Regions from separate parts of the Sus scrofa genome. Here all the other regions are linked to region 3. The links are chromatin contacts, called in public HiChIP or PLAC-seq and promoter capture Hi-C maps. All regions are on one chromosome and are shown on one strand. The core of a region is the stretch at or near the end of the contact, and the rest is flanking DNA. Distances in the headings are between cores, read along the strand shown.

Region 1 (3,647 bases), core at 963-3,462, 230 kb before region 3:
GTAGACTGAGGCACCTTGGGCGGAGGCTTGGAGGCGGGTGTAGCCTGAGGCACCTCGGCTGGAGGCTTGGAGGCGGGTGTAGACTGAGGCACCTCGGCTGGAGGCTTGGAGGCGGGTGTAGACTGAGGCACCTTGGGCGGAGGCTTGGAGGCGGGTGTAGACTGAGGCACCTCGGCTGGAGGCTTGGAGGCGGATGTAGACTGAGCAACCTCAGCTGAAGGCTTGGAGGTAGGTGTTGATCGAGGCATCCTTGACTTGGCCATTGAGACATCTCGAGGCGCCTCCAGGTCCAGCATGGACACAGGCTCAGCCATGGGCATCATTCTGAGTAGATCTGTACCTTGCTCAGTGGTAGGGACAGATATAGACAGAGCCACACCTGGCCCTTGCCTGGTCACCCGCTCAGGGGCTCCTGCCGACTCTGGCCCCAGTTCGTTCTGCCTGGCTCCTGCCATCTGCTTTGCCACCCCAGCTGGGAGAGCCCTCCCCCTGGACCCAGCCAGGCTGAGGCCCTCCTCAGGCCTGGCCTCAGTGAGCACCTCGGAACCCAGCTGGGTGAGAGAGCCTGGAGCACCCGAGCGCCCACCTGCCTTGGTGCCTGCAGCGCGCCTCTTCTTTCGGCTGGGGCTGCGTGGTGGGGCTCCAGGGCTGCCAGGGGGCCTCTGGGGGGCAGCGCTGCGGCTAGGGGACTCGGGGCTCTGAGGAGGCTCACCAGTGGGACTAGGGGCAGGGCCCTGGGGGGCTGACCCCTGCAGAAGCCTCTGCATCTCGTCTCCGGAAGACGCTGGCCCTGGGAGGGACGAGCTCCGGACAGAAAGGGCAGCCCCAGAGCTGAGGGACAGCCGAGCATCTGACCGTGCGGACGTGCTAGGCGTCTGCTGACCAGCCTCCAGGGCCAGGACAGGCTCGCGCCAAGACCTGCTGACCAGCTGCCAAGTGGCTGCCTTGCCCTCCTCCTCAAAGCCAGGCTGGCAACTCCCCCCGGGAGCCAACTGCCCCTCAAGAAGAGGAGGGGGCCCTGGAGGACTATTGTCCCTTTGGTCAGTGTCACTGGACAAGAGCTCATCCCCAGAGGCCAGGGCAGCCTGCAGGAGGCCACACTCTTCAGCAGTGGCCGAAAATTCAGCCCAGTCCTGGTCACTCAGCTGGACACTGTACTGGAAGTTTTCCATCACGGGTCAACAGAGGCACATGGGCCACAGGGGTAGGGTCTTCACAGGCCCAGGGCCCCGGCCAGCAACCACTGCCACCACCCCACCTGCCCCCTGGGTTGGGCTCCCCCTCCCTGGCTCAGGGGCCAGCACTCCATCTCTGTCCTCAAAGAGAGCAGAACAAATGGGGTGTCCAGAGAGACGCTGTGCTGCCCTCAAACCTGGTTGCTTCCTGGAGTTGGAATATCCGCAGCTGCCACTTGCCCTGTTCCCAGAGTGACCGCGAACGATAACGTCACAATGACATGTTGCTACAGTCCTGCTTTCGGGTGAGTGAAGTTCACTGAAAAATAGGGTTCATCTTGTTTGAGTTTTCATCCCCAGGAGGAGCTTCCCCCACAGCTTTGTGCATTTTCTGCTCAGCCGGGCCAGCCTGCAGCTTTCCTCCTGAGTTGCTGGTAGCAAGGCTGACTTTATAGAGCCAAGCCCAGTTAAGGACCACCCACCAGGGTTCAGTTCACCTGGGTGACGGTCAGCCCTGGACTGTCCCGACATGCCCCAGGTGGCTGCTGGCCATGGGGGGAGGGGCCACGGTGTCCAACAGTTCACCAGCCTTTGGCCATGACCTTCCGGCACCCTTGGCTGAGAAAGGCTGCTGGGCTTCCTCTGAGCTTACCAAGGTCATGCCACCGCTGGCCAGAGCCCACTCAGGGGTCATCAGGGAGAGCCTGGCTCTGCCCCTCCCTGGGCAGGAGGTCCCAGAACAGAAACAAGCCCCCCTAGGGCCCATCCTCAGGCTCTAGGCCCTGACCCAGACCTGCACAGCTGGCGAAGCCCCCTTTCACCCGTCTCAGTGAACCGAGACAACCCTAGCTGTCTGAGAGCCCCTAACGTTTCAGCTCCCTAGGAGGGGCTGCCTTTGGCATTTGGTCAGCTGCCACTGGACCCAGGGGGGTGGGAGGTCGCTCTGGCTGGGCCAGTCCTGAGGCAGAGATGCCTTGAGTCCAGGGCACAGTGGCTTCCTGACCCGCTGTACTTGGTTCTCCTCTCTGTCCGGGGTTCTGTAGGGGCTATCCCCTTAGGGACCCCTTAGGGTGGGAATGGGGCTGCTGACAGTACCGTACCTGGGACTCCACAGCCAGCTGGGGCAGTGGAGCTGGGCATCCGAGCAGCCTGTTCCAGAAAGGCATGGTGCTGGGCTCGCCATCCAGGCCCCACCCCCATTGCCAAAAATACCCCAGCCCCACGGTCACATGTCTGCTGCCAGGCATCAGGGTCCAGGCCACAAATAGATGGCATTTGAGGGGCTTCCAGCTACATGAGGGACACCTTCCTGGTCAGGACAGATGCCAGTCAGAGAGCGCTGACCACAGTCAGGACGGCAGGGACCTCCCCTTCCCAAGCTGAAGGCCACTCTTAAGTCCATCTTGGCCACAGCCTGCCCTTCCCTCTTAAAGTGGTCCCGCCCACTGTGAAAACTCAGACCCCCACTTCTCATGCCAGCTCCCCTGCTAGCAGCCCCCAAGACTATCTTAGGACTTTACCCTGACACCTGGGGGGAACAGAGGGAACAACAGAGCGATGAGCTGGGAAAAGACCAGTCCTGGAATGTTCCGAGGTCATCGGGACAAGGCCACTGCTGGCCTGGTCAGGGCTTGTACCTCCCTGGTCTGGCCCCTGCCCTGCTGGTGGGGCTTGGGAGACAGATGAGGGCCTTAGGGTTCTCTGCAGAGGGCACCCATGGGTGCTGGCCTCTGGAGAGGGCTGGGGAGGGCAAAGGGAGAGCTAGTCACTCCTGCCAGCCTGTCTCCCAACAAGGCTCCACGATCAGGCCCAGCAGGAACGGGGTTCTGGTGCTGCTCGCCCAGGTCACCATGTGGAGCTGGGCAGGAGGCACGGCCTCTCGGAACAACAGCCACTTGCAGGCACCACCCTGCCTGGCCCCCTGAGCACTTTTCTAAAATGCGTCATACTGAGAGTGGCACCAGAAAGACCCTCTTTCACTGTTGAGCTTGGTAAGGCACAGAGAGGGTGAGTGATCTGTGCACAGTCACACAGCTAGTAAGTGGCAGAGCTGGGTCCCAAAGCCCCTGCTCCGAGTCATCCTGCCCTTGGGGCTGGTGCTGCCTATCTGCCCCGCCCCCCGCCGCCGGGCAGGTCATGGTGACACACACACTTCTGGCCTCCCACTAAGGGACAGAGGAGCAAACATCTAAACTGGCAGGTAAATAAGAGCATTTCTGAGAGCAACACATCGTAAAAGGACGTAGAGTGGAAAGAAGGCGGCATCTGAAGAGGGTCGGAGAGTCGAGACTTGGGGGGGGCTGGGACAATGAAGACCGAGGCCTCGTGTGGAGGAGGCAGCGTCACACAGGAAGAGGGAGGTTGGTGGCATCCTCAGCCACCTGGGACATCTGGGCCACTGAGACACCAGCCAAGTGTTCTATGGTTAATAAATTCTGACAGTCTGGAGATGGCGTCGGATCCCACAGGTTA
Region 2 (3,490 bases), core at 266-2,765, 250 kb before region 3:
ATACTTTGTTTTGTGTTTGTTTTTTGGGGCCGCACCCGTGGTACATGGAGGTTCCCAGGCTAGGGGTCTAACTGGAGCTGTCGCCGCCAGCCTACGCCACAGCAACTCGGGATCCGAGCTTTATCTGCGACCCACACAACAACTCACGGCAACGCCAGATCCTTAACCCACTGAGCAAGGCCAGGGATCAAACCACAACCTCATGGTTCCTAGTCAGAGTTGTTAACCACTGAGCCATGACGGGAACTCCAATACAATACTTTCAAATCCACTCATGGCTCCTCTCAAACCAGCACCATCTCTCAATTCCTTCACAACCTCCTCTCAGCACAGCAACCCAAGAGACCCTTCATGTTACGAGCTACGTGACATTACTTCACCAAACCCCTGAGATAACTTCCCACCGTACTAGGATGTCATACAAATGATCTACAAGATCCAGCCCCATCACCACCTCTCCAGATTCACTTCCTGCTACTTTCCCCTTCATTCCTGCCACAACCACACTCATCTCAGCGCGTAAGGTCCACTCCCACCTCAGGACCTCTGCTGTTCCTGCTCCCTGAAACAGTGGGACATTCTTCTCCTACTGTGGCAGTTCCCTCCCTCAGGTTTCGCTCAATTATCACCTCCTCGAATGGCCTTATCCACTTCGCTTAACACTGCAGCAGGCGCTCCCAGATATGCTCCCTGTGCCTCCAGCCCCTTCTGCTTTGCCTTCCTGACCGCAAGCACTTCCCTCTTCTAACCCACTACACACCGTGGGCCATCCAAAATCGAGTAAGCTTTCTTACCGCAAAGACCAGAAAGGAGTACTATTCTCCAACGTCTAAGACCTGAATGACCTGGCACAGAAGAGGCGCTCCGTAAATACCGGTCCGAAGAATAAACAAGCCGGAGGGTCCGGGGGAGAGGTCACGGGTCCTCAGGTCTCAGTCTTGAGGCCCCAGGAGTGGTCAGCACCCTTGTGGTGGGGAGGGCCAGGACGATTAACGGGGTTCTGCTTTACACACGTCCGGTGGAGAACGCTCCACTCACCTGGCCAAGGAACTCCTATCTGGCTCATCTACGCTCCGGGAGGTTCCGCGTGCCGCCAGCGTCTCGCCTTCTGCGGCTCCTTCGGGCTCCGATTCGGACTCGGAATCAAAGCCCGAGGCCAGGAACTCATCCACAGTCAGCTCCGCCAGACGCCTGCGGGCCATGCCCTCGGAGTTATGACTCCCCGCCAGCCCGGTGTGCCCCAGCCCCGCCACCCCAGGAAAGGCGCAAGGGGCGCCAGAAAGGCGGGAGCAGGGCCTCGACTCACCGCTTGCGGCTCCGCGCCGCCGCCATCGCTGCCCGGCCGCAGCGTGCGCCCCGCTTCCTGCCCCGGCAGGCCTTGCGCTGTGCGCACTTCCTGAGGCCGGCCCCGCCCAGTCTCGTCTCGTCGGGTGGCTTTACGGTTCTCCAACAACGGCTGCGGCAGCATCCAGGCGGGAGAGCGCGTTCACACCTCTCGGGAAGCGGGCGGCGCCCGGGCTCCCAGGGTGGCACGCGGGATGCGCGTTCCTGGCGCAGGCCGGGTTCAGTCGCGGCTCCCGAACGCTTCCGCTGAAGGACAGGCGGCAGAGCTCGAGCACCCGGCAGGACTGCGTAGGGCGGAATCTCACAGATTTCTGCTCACAAATCTGAGACCTTTTCCCAAAAAGGCACCAATATCGACAACGACCTAGGGGAAGGCAAGGCTCGGGCCCTCGCCCGGCCCTGCCCACAGCCCCCGCGGGCTCCGTGAACCCGCGCCTGTGAGGGTGTCATTGCTCCACAGAAAAAAATGCATGGTGGTGGGAGACATGCGTCAGAGAGGACCCTATACACAAAGCTCTTACAAATCGATGATCTAAAGCGAACAATCTAGTAGGAAAAGCAAATGAAAACAGAAATGGCGATGCTATCGATGGGCAGTTTGCTTAAAGATAAATAACATTCTGGTGAGGGTCAGAACAGTGAGAGCCTTTTCCATTTCCCTAAGCAGCCCCATAGCACTTGCGCCGGGGGAGCAGGAGGGGGCAAGAGAGCAGACAGATCCGAGCACTGTTGTTGAAGCTAATTTAGCCAAATCTCCCTAAAAGAGTGTGCCTGATACTTCAGTCCAGCGAGTCTTCCGCTGGAGATTCGCTTGGGAACACCCCTACCTAAGTCCCCAGACCGGCCCGGGTAGGGACAGCTACTTTTCCTCTTTGTCTGTGGAACAGCCAGCAGGTGCAAAGGCCCAGAAGCTGGAAGGTTGCCATGGGGAAGGAAGGAGGTGAGGAAGCCAGCCTTTGCCCTCTTCTCCCCCCACCTGCCTAATGGAGGGAGTATGCAAGCCGGGACAGTCAGATCCCAAGATAGGAAATCCCACAGCCCCTAGGGCGTGCGTCCCACTTCCATCCTGCTCCCCAGCCAGCGTCCAGATCAAAGGCGGACAGGTAAAAAGGCCTGCGTGGGGTCACAGAGAGGCGAGCAGATGCAGCCCCGGGTTGGCTCAGGCCCCAGGGGCATCACGTGGAGCCAGCCATTCGGCGTCTAAGAGATGCGGGGCCCAGGAGAGTGCGGGGCGGGGCGGGGTGAGGGGGCTGCCTTCTTCAACGGGTTGAGACGGGCGGAAGACCCGGGAGGCTTTTTGGAGATAGGACGCGGGCGGGGCGCCGGGGGCTTCCTGGAGGAGGAGGCGGACGGGGCACGGAAACCTGAGAGAATTCTTGCGCTATGCAGTGTCCGGGAAGCCGCGGGGGAGCGCAGGAGGCGGGGCGGGCGGCGCCGAGAAACAGCGGCTGCGGGCAAGCGGCGGGAGCCAGGGACGCGAAGCCGGCCGCCACCGCCGAGCAGCCCTCCGGCCGCCCGACATTCGCTCCTCCGTGCGTCCTCCGCGGATCCGCGGCGGGCCGGCGGCCGAACCCATGCAGCCGCGTAGCGAGCGCCCGGCTGGCAGGACACAAAGTCCGGAGCACAGCAGTCCGGGGCCCGCGCCCGAGGCGCCGCCGCCGCCACCGCCACCGCAGCTGCCAGCGTGAGTGGGCCGGGGGGCTTAGGACCGTGACTGGCCCGAGCCGAGGAGGAGGAGGAGGAAGGGAGGGGCGCGCCGACCCTGGCGCTTTGCATCCTGCGGGCTCTGCCGGGCCGCGGAGGGTCCAGCCCCCGTCCGTTATCGGCACACACAGCTGGGGCGGGGCAGGGTGTCCCGAGGTGGCTGCTCTGTCCCCGCCTGCTGCCCTTGAATCTGGCTGCGCCGCTTAAAGGCTGGGGCGGCCTGTCTGCATGCTGGGGGTGGGAGTCCAGAGAGGTCACACCTGCTGGTTGATGTAGGAGTCGCTTCAGAGACACTCGACAGTATGGACCAGTTTCACCCCGTGCGGGTCCTGTATGCCCAGCCCGTGCCGAGGACATCGGACTCCAATGGGGGCACGGGAAGTGTGGCCAGCGATGGACAGAGAGCCTACCCTAAGGAGGGCCTAGGGAGACGGGGTGGGGG
Region 3 (3,440 bases), core at 214-2,713:
TGCAGACACAGAAAAAAAAACATCAGACGAAACAAAACAGAGGCAAACAAAACTTTAGCGCAGAGACGCTGAAGGAGAGCAACCGAAGCCTACGCCCGCAGGTGACAGAGTCCCGTGGGCAGCAAGTGGAAACAGGGCGCCGCCGGCGGCCTAGCATCGCTCCCGCCCGGGGTCCGAGCACTCAGTGATGCTGTGACAGAGACCTTGGCCTGACCGACGGACGGGCACGCGACACACCCGTGCCCAGGACTTTCCCTTCCCCACCGGGACTGTTTCACAGCCAGATGGAGGCTGGGGGCTGAGGGAGGATTACTGACTCCAAGTTGTAGGCACAGGGTCCAACTGTGCCTGCAGACACACTGGACTTTTCAATTAAGCAGGACTCTCAAGTTCCCTTCTGCCAAAACTAGATCCAAGCACCGAAGGTCACTCAGCTGGAAAGAACAGGGCCCAGAGCCACCGCGCGGAGGGTTCTTACCCACTGACCACCTCCCCTCCCACCAGGAGCAGGCTCTCCTCTCCTTAACTGTTTGGCGCCTGGGGGTGGGGAGCGGGGGCAGGCGCGACAAGGGGTTGGGAATGGATTTCAACTGGACACACGTCAGCTAAGTGTTACTAGCAGGACAGGGGACCAGAAGCTTACACTGGCCAGAGCTCTCGAGACCGTGCTGGCAACGGGCAGCTAAGGAGAGCAGGCGGGCATAGGGGAAGAACCTGCCCGGGGCCCACACTAGCCGGCCGGCAACAGAGCCCCCCGACTGCGGCGTCCCACTCCGGCCGCCTGGCTTTTCAATTGGTTACCGTTCCAAGGGGAATAAGCAGGCTCGCGCCTTCCTGCTGGGACTCAAAAAGCTGCTCAGGTGTGAAGTGTCGACGGCCTCAACAGCAACCAGCCCTCGTCAACGCGGACTCCCAGGACATGTTTACAAAGCAAGCCCTACGCCGGCTCGTCCCGGCGGCGCCCGCAAGTGTGCCACTGGCAGGAGGCCTTTCCGTGGGACACCAGCCGTGGGACCACCAGAATCCCCAAGCTGGCAGGAGGACGACCCGGCCCGGAGCCCCGGGCGCCCCACCGTAACCGACCTAGCGTTCCGCGCATGGAAGCTCCAGGCCGGGCCCCGCGAGCACAGACGGAGCGGGGTCGGGCTGTGCGGAGACCCCGTGCCCGCCGCCCGCCACCCTGGCCGGCTCCAGCGGGGCGGACTCGCGGCCGAGGCTCCGGCGCAGGCCCGCGGCGCGCGCTCACCTCTCCCCGTCGCCGCGCGTGGGCCGCCGCCGCGCTCAGGCTCGCCGTGGTCGAGGCCGGAGCAGGGAGCGGGAGAGCGGGGCCCGTGCCGCAGAGCCGCACCGCGCCGGGACTGGGCCCACCCGACCGCCGCCGCCGCCGCCGCCGCCGCCGCCGCCGCCGCCGCCGCCGCCGCCGCCTTAGCTTCCAAGATGGCCACTAGCGGGGCGGGACCATAATCGCTTCCGGTTCCGGGGCGCGGTTTGCCGGGGCGGCCGCTCTAGGCGGTTGGGCGGAAGTAGCCGGCCTCTCGCTGCCGCCTCCCGCCCGGGGAGGTGGAAGCAGTCGACGCGTGCGCACTGGTGGGCAGCCCCGCGGGGCGGGGCCCGAACGCCGGGCGGGTCCGGTCTGTTGGCCGCAGATCGCCGGTTCGTCCCTGGGCCACTGCGGCCCCGGGGAGAATCAGCGGCCGCAGAGCCCCGTACCTTCCACCCCGCATGTTCCCCCCTTACGACCCCCGGCCTTCTACGGGAAGACAGGCCCTGTTAAAGGGTGACCCCCCGCCTCGCGGTGCCAGCGTGAGCCCCGCCAGAGTTCCCCCGGGACCCCGACCCTCCCAAAGGCCCCCTGCCAAAGGATCGTGCCCACTTAACAGGAGAGCACGGGAGGCACCCTGCGTCGCTGGGCCCCCGTGACTGAACCCCCGGGGGCCCTGAGAATCAAATCCTGGGTGGCCTTGTGTGGCCACAGTGACCGGGAGCCCCACCAGAACCTGTGCCAGGTGGGGTCCTCTGCTCACGGGGAGAACTGTCCTCGTAAAAATAGTTGCACTGTTTCCCAACTGAATTTTCCACACGGCCCATGAATAGGGTCATTATGCACCAGTGGACACTGCACTGAGACTAACTCTCCGCTCCCACGGTCCCCTCCCTGGCCCTGGGGGAGGGGAGGCAGAGCAGGGAGGTGGGGCGGCCCCGGGAGGCCCAGGGAGCCCAGGCCAAAGTTCCCCGGACAGCGTCAACATAGAGAGAGCCCTCCTGCAGGGCCTGGAGCTGCTCATCTGCCTCCAAGAGTATTTGCAGGCACCTGAAGGTGGCAGGCAGGTGGGGGCCTGGACCGAGGGAGGGCTGGTCAGTGGGCAGGCCAGCACACTACCCCTGCCCTTCCTGTGAGTGGGGCTCGGATGCTCCCGCACAGGCTGCTACGCTGTCAGGCTGGTCCTCGGTCGCGACAGATCTGGAAGACCGTGGCTGGGCGGAGCTCGTGGCTCTGGGCAGGAGAGCAGAGACCTGCAAGTTCTCACCCTTGACCACGGCCCGGACTGCCTCTCAGGCAATGAGGTAACCGACCACATTCCTAGCACCAGTGGATGCAGCCACGGGGAGCAGCCACGCTCACCTCAAGTCTGCCCACCCAGGCACCCTCAGGTGGGATCTGAACGGCCACCGCAGAGCTGGCCCCAGGCCCTGGGCGGATCCCGGAAGGGGTGCCCATGGTCCGGCCGTCCAGGACCAGGCGAGTCCGCCCGTGGGAATCTGGCCTTCCCCCGCCTCCTCCAGGCCCTGCTATCCCCACGCCACCGGATGGCCCCGCTGCTTTTAGCTCTTGGAAAGTTATGTGGAGGAGGCCGCCCTGAGGCATCAGGGTGTTGGAGCACAGGTGTGAGGGAGATGCAGACCGGCCCCAAACCCCACACATGCCACATCACACACTCTCCCCACCCCAGCTGGCCGGTACCTGCAGACGCCGCCTCTGTGGTGACCAGAGTCCCTGCCTGACCCTGCAGTCAGCACCTGGGCGATGGGGGAGGCTCTGCCACGGCACCCAGGAGACTCCTCACCCATCTGCGGACAGGAACTCCAGATGGACCAGCCCCAGGTGGCCTCTGCCATGCCCCCTGGGTGTCCAGAACACGTACAGAGCCCATGGGCTCAGACTTCAGGTCTCTTGCACCAGAATGTCCCTAGAGCCAACTCCAAGTTGTCCCACAAGTGAACGAGCAGAGCCCGAGGGTCCTGTGACACGCCAGGCACCCACAGTCTGCAGGGCAGCCCTGGCCTGGAAGGTGCCCCTCAGCCCAGCCCTGGTGAAGGCCACCACCGCTTTAAGGCCAGTGGGGCTGCGTGCAGCCGGCTGGGGCCAGCCGTCCTGCAGAGAGAGTGGGGGCCCAGGGCCTTCTGCCTGTCCCTTCTCTAATCCTTTCAACTTGCAGCCA

The links. Promoter capture Hi-C pulls out the DNA fragments that hold promoters and counts their contacts. HiChIP or PLAC-seq counts read pairs in DNA pulled down with a chosen protein or histone mark.
Region 1: an H3K27ac HiChIP or PLAC-seq map of alveolar macrophages shows a contact between it and region 3. The contact joins the promoter of PERM1 here to the promoter of UBE2J2 in region 3. A contact is called at or near these places in 2 of 47 Hi-C or Micro-C datasets (embryonic fibroblasts and heart right ventricle) and 2 of 2 datasets of contacts at active chromatin or transcription factors (alveolar macrophages and skeletal muscle).
Region 2: a promoter capture Hi-C map of fetal liver shows a contact between it and region 3, with 2.1 times the contacts expected there. The contact joins the promoter of KLHL17 here to the promoter of UBE2J2 in region 3. A contact is called at or near these places in 1 of 5 promoter capture datasets (fetal liver) and 1 of 2 datasets of contacts at active chromatin or transcription factors (alveolar macrophages).

Annotation. Positions count from the first base shown.
Region 1 is chr6:63,339,318-63,342,964 of Sscrofa11.1, forward strand. PERM1 (PGC-1 and ERR-induced regulator in muscle protein 1) reads right to left here and starts at 2,213. Exons shown (of 4, transcript XM_021095161.1): 1 at 1-2,213. The coding sequence starts at 1,172.
Region 2 is chr6:63,319,383-63,322,872 of Sscrofa11.1, forward strand. KLHL17 (kelch-like protein 17) reads left to right here and starts at 1,516. Exons shown (of 11, transcript XM_021095168.1): 1 at 1,516-2,447; 2 at 2,734-3,028. The coding sequence starts at 2,328. NOC2L (nucleolar complex protein 2 homolog) reads right to left here and starts at 1,417. Exons shown (of 19, transcript XM_021095173.1): 1 at 1,307-1,417; 2 at 1,039-1,191. The coding sequence starts at 1,332.
Region 3 is chr6:63,566,617-63,570,056 of Sscrofa11.1, forward strand. It overlaps UBE2J2 (ubiquitin-conjugating enzyme E2 J2), which reads right to left and starts at 1,464. Exons shown (of 7, transcript XM_003127491.4): 1 at 1,247-1,464. It overlaps SCNN1D (amiloride-sensitive sodium channel subunit delta), which reads left to right and starts at 1,555. Exons shown (of 14, transcript XM_021097433.1): 1 at 1,555-2,565.